2 separate regions of the Triticum aestivum genome follow, and region 2 is linked to region 1. A link is a contact called in public Hi-C data. All regions are on one chromosome and are shown on one strand. Each heading gives the region's core, a stretch centred on a gene start, on an enhancer-like site or on the middle of the called end of the contact. The rest is flanking DNA. Distances are from core to core; before and after follow the strand shown.

Region 1 (2,681 bases), core at 59-2,558:
GTAGAGATGTACCGACGCTTTCCCTGGGTGCTTAATTATCTTATATAATGTGTTGGGCTGGTCAATTTGTTTAGGGGATACGGCAATCATGTTCATGGATGGGGAGTATATTTGGTCACTTTGGAGAAAGCGAGGAGAGCAGCACAGCTGGGTAATGATCCAGGCGGCATGCACTAGCTAAGCCATAAGGCATATAGTATATACTAGTACGTATATGTTTGTTAATTCTAACCAACTAGCTAGCTGGAGTATCAGGAAAAAGGTTGACAGATAGTGCTGCATTGTTAGTTTGGTGCAACTAGCACTAACTACCTGGCTGGCTGGCTAAATATCCTCTAAAAACTAATCATGCGTAGATGATTCTCATGAGAGCGAAAAGGCAAGCTTATCGACAAAAAAGGTTCCCGTCGCTAAGAGCATGTGCACTGCAGCAAATTCGGCCCGTAAACGTCTACGAACCCTGTATTCTCCTTATATTTTGTGGACAATCCGGTCCGGACGTATAGAGATGATATGACAGGTCGGCTGAGTCTACGTCACCGTCTTTTCCTTCTCTCTCAATAGCGCTTCAGCCAACTCATCCAAAAGTCTGAACTTATGTAGAGGGACGGGCAATATATTTCAACACTCCGCCTCACATTGTGGGTAATTTAGTCGATTTTTTTGTTTTAGTACTACGTTGGCGGGTCTTGAACTCAAGACTCTTGGCTCAGATGTCATGTTGAATTCATGCTCGAGCTAACTCATCTAAAAGTCCGAACGGATGAAGAGGGACGGGCAATATATTTCAACATGAGAAGGGTCTAAGGGGACCGGGTGCAGATGCTCTACTGATGTAGTATCCATCATAATGTGTCTACTGTGCAAACGTATCAAGGCGGCCCAGGTGGTATCCATACAAGTGGTGCGTGCGTGCGGTACGGTGCGGTGGAGGGGGCCATATGGCACCCTGGAACACCCGAGTTGGCGGCTGTCATCGCCATCCCCACCCGAGCAGGCCATCCCCATCCCCACCCCCACCCCGACGACGGCGATGGTTGGTACGTACGTACGTACTTCGTTGCCATTGCCACCGGAGGGAGAGTTGAGATGAGTTGCCGTGACGCCATTGACACGCACCCGCCACCAACGCCGTACCGGTGCGCTCCTCGCTACCTTGCCACCTAGTATCTCGATTCCGCTGCCTCAATTATTTCTCTTCCTCGGCCAGCACACGCAAAACTTGGACAAAAGCTTCAATTCGATAGGCCAACAGTGAACGACAGCCAGGACGAATGAACAGCACGGCTATGCGTGTGTGTGACATGAATATCAATATTGTTGCTTGGCGAACCCGGCCCAACCCAGCCTGGAACAGCACTTGATTCTACATTTTTTTCGTTAATCAATTAGCCAAGCCACCATATATTGATTATGATATAACGATAGCTAGCCACTCTCAACCCATCTCTCCCGCCGTCTACCTTTCTTCCCCCTCTCTCTCCTCCCCGCAGATCATATATAGCCCGCCGATCCATCAGCTGAAGAAGAGAACATAAGCCTACATCTTCTTCCATACACACCACCCAGCGAGTTATAAGCTGCTTATAAGCTAGCTGCTGCTTGTTAGATCTCGATCGCCGAGGCCTTTTCTTGGTCGAATCGAGCTCGAAGCTAGCGACCCGAGCAGAGCAGATGGCGGCTGAGGAGGCGAAGAAGGTGGAGGTGGAGACGACCACGGCCACCAAGGACATCGCCGAGGAGAAGGCCATCGTGCCCGTGCCCGACAACTCCAAGGCCATCGTCGCCGTCGTCAAGGGTACGTACCCAACTATATCCCTTGTTTCTACAGCTCAATCATCGGCCGGCAAGGGCCCCTGTCTGCCTGTCCATCCATCTCCATGCCTAGCTGTACCAGCTGGAGTAGTACTAGTATATTATTGTCCTTGCCATATGAGATGCTTTTTCTTAATTAGAATCCTCTTGTCATATACTACGTGCATAAAGTTTCTTTGTAGCTCTGGAAAATCTTGTTCCTGCTTCTCAGTTCATACTGTGAAATTAGAAGTGAACCAGTTTCAATTAAAATTCATACTGTGAAATAAAAATAAAAATTGGTCGACAGGCTCTTGGTAGATGATCAGAGAGACGGAGAGTAATTATCTATTGATACGTTTTATCTTTGTCTCACCACTTGTCATGGTTTTATTTGCTCTAGCTAGCTGGTAGATGAACACTGAATTTCTTTTATATATACTATATGGTTTGTCTTCATCTTACCGGTTCATATGGTTTTACTTGGTCTATGTTTACTAGGTCCTCTCATTTAATTTACACTTCCCATAAGTCCAACTCCAATCATGATTCTGTATGAGATAACACCACTAACCGTTGTTTTTACTTGAATTCTTCTCTCTGTAAAGGATTTTTAAGCACAATTTCCCCTTTTCCAAGCAATGAATTTAAAGGAGAGCAAATTCAAGATTCCTCAAAGAGGAAGCAATATGTGACGGTGCAAAATTTGCCCCTTTGTATTGATTGTTAAGCACTGTGACGAATAACAACCTAATAAGTAGTCACAGTGGTTCCACACTAAGCAATCCAGATCATCATTTGCAAACGACTTGCAATAATTTGCTGAAAATTCTTGACATCTCTCTTCCTTTTCCCCAGATGCTGAAGGTACAAGAGGTTCATCTGAA
Region 2 (2,681 bases), core at 68-2,567, 200 kb before region 1:
TATTTTGCTGGCAACCGCCATTTTGGAGACCTCAAGGGAGAGGGACTTAGTTAGGCTGCTTCGACTTGGCCTTGGATGCGTTCCAAGCATCAACGAGCGTCTTGGATGCGGGAGGTGGCCACAACGGCTTTGTTCTTCATATCGGCTGCTTCGACTTCATGGCGAATATCGACTCCATCGGGTAACATGACCACGACGCTCCGATGTGATCATTCTTTTTCCAGCCAGCTCACTTTCTAGGAGTATTAGAAATTCAACTGAGGTTCCCATGTTGGCACACCAAGGAAAATAGAGACAACTACTCTCCGGAATAACTTGAAGAAACCATTGTCTGGTTTCCTAATCCTTAACGTCGATGCGTCTTTCTCTGATGATGATAACGGTGGTTCTTGTGGAGCTGTCATTCGTGATCATACTAGAGACTTTACTCCAGCAGCTGTTGCTGGAACGGAACATGTAGCTGACGTGGTTACTGTTGAATCGGAAGCGCCATGTCAAAGACTTTTGCTCCTTCAGTCAGGGATGTGAGAAGGTGGTTGTCGAAACTCATAACGTGACTATGGTTGATGCATTGAATGGAAACGAGGATTACTCGTTGGTGGGCTGCACCGATCCTCAATGAATGTCGAAGTCTACTTGCGAATTTCGGGAAGGTCTTTATTGAACATTGTATAGTCGAACATGGTTGCCCATGAGCTAGCTAGTTTTGGGAGGTCTAATCCACCGATGTTGTGATCGGATACACATCCAGGTTTTATTTTATCTTAATGAGTAGACGATGTAGGTGTGATTTAAGTTAATAAAAGCTAGCCATGAAGGCATTCGTATAAAAAAAAATCAACTGTGGCAAGATGTGATATGTGAGCCGCGTATATTGACTCCACCGGGTAACATAATGATGAGACGAGTTTCTTTTTTTTTGAAAAAGGAGGAATACCCCGGCCTCGGCATCGCAATGATGCATGCAACCATATTATTAAAGTCCCCATCGTGTATACGACGTGACGAGTTAAGGTTAAATTCATTTTGCGAAACCGACGTGTCTGTCATGTGGTACAAGATACAAATCAAGACAGAATTGTAGGCCTACCACCATGTGGTAATAAACCGACGTGTTTGTCATACCACCAGAAAGAGAACAGAAGCATATAACCATGCTCCTGTATGTAATCCAGCTCGGATAGTTCCTGAACTGGAGGGTGTCCGGCCGTGTGGGAAACACCTTGTATATGCGGGCGGCTTTGGGTTTGGGTTTTGTTGGATGTGCTGCAGATCGTTCGGCGTTCCACACGAAGTTGACACTTCACCCGATCACCATCAGGTCCGAACATTCTAGTATAAGAAGAGCCTCCCCCATGGACATGGAGAACATCGTCATCACACGCACACACACACACACACACACACACACACACACACACACACACACACACACACACTCTTCACAAGTTCCCACTGTTTCCTGTCCCTCTTGAGTTGAGTCTCTCCCGGCCGGCCTTTCCCCTCCTGCCAGATGGCCCAGGTACGCCAGTTTGAGAGTGTCTTCTCCCTCGATTCCTTCAGTTTTAGCATGTTAAGTCGATCATGGCGTCAGTGAAATCCATGAGTATTGGGAGCGAGAACATACTCCTGGGGAAATGTTTGTTCACTGCTCGCTTCCTTGATTGTGCTGCATGTAGAAGGTGGTGCTGAGGATTCCCACCATGACCGACGAGAAGACCAAGCAGAAAGCCATGGAGGCCGTCGCCGACATCTACGGTACGTAAGCGCACCCCATGAATTTTCCTCCCGTTGCTGCTTCGATTGATCTTTTGAATCTCACAAAGGAAGGGGGCAGAAAAATCTCCTCCCATGCTTCCCGGCTCCCGGCCATTCATCGTCAGTTCATCTTTCCATCTTGTGGTATTTCTGGAACCATAGCTGAATTTCGCAAGGATGCATGAATTATTGCTAGGCGATAATGCGATATTCGATCGCGATGCCTGATCAGACGTGGCTGGGCAGGTAAGTCAATCTGTAGGGCCATAAGCTACATGCATGCCTGTACCATAGTACGAAAATGGCTTTACTCTTGTGTTTGTTTGATGAGCCAAGTTGGTAGAACTACACATGGGTCCTTTCCTCCTCTGTCCTTCGTATACTGTGAGTGGGTGGGCATGACCCGAGATCTCTTCGGTCAGATCCTCGCACAAAAGGTCAAAATCCTCACACTATAATATGCTTGTAATCATAGCGCAGATTCAAATCAATAAATGGATTCTAAAAAAAAGAGGTGTAATCAATCAATGAACATGATTTCTATAGCTTAATCAATGAGCATATATAGTTTTGTTGCATCTAATCATAGTGCAGATACAACCAATCAACCAGCATGAATGAACTCATTCCTTTTAATTTTTCTACTCGTGGTTGGTTGAAGGTATCGACTCGATAGCCGCGGACCTCAAGGACAACAAGATGACCGTCATCGGCGCCATGGACACCGTAGCCATCGCCAAGAGGCTCAAGAAGCTCGGCAAGATCGACATCGTCTCGGTCGGCCCGGCCAAGGAGGAGAAGAAGCCGGCACCGGCTGCGGAGAAGAAGGGCGAGGAGAAGAAGGATGACAAGAAAGAGGAGAAGAAAGACGACAAGAAGGCCGACAAGAAGTGAAAGCAACCCATTGCAGAAGGAGGTAGAAG

What was found. Hi-C and Micro-C count contacts between places; a contact is called where the count stands out from the background.
Region 2: a Hi-C map of leaf shows a contact between it and region 1, with 2.8 times the contacts expected there. The contact joins the promoter of LOC123089829 here to the promoter of LOC123094043 in region 1. A contact is called at or near these places in 2 of 5 Hi-C or Micro-C datasets (both in leaf).

The regions. Positions count from the first base shown.
Region 1 is chr4B:667,824,415-667,827,095 of IWGSC CS RefSeq v2.1, reverse strand. LOC123094043 (remorin) reads left to right here and starts at 1,308. Exons shown (of 5, transcript XM_044516123.1): 1 at 1,308-1,798; 2 at 2,653-2,681. The coding sequence starts at 1,675.
Region 2 is chr4B:668,023,374-668,026,054 of IWGSC CS RefSeq v2.1, reverse strand. LOC123089829 (heavy metal-associated isoprenylated plant protein 39) reads left to right here and starts at 1,317. Exons shown (of 3, transcript XM_044511401.1): 1 at 1,317-1,522; 2 at 1,680-1,758; 3 at 2,420-2,681. The coding sequence starts at 1,514. The coding sequence ends at 2,652.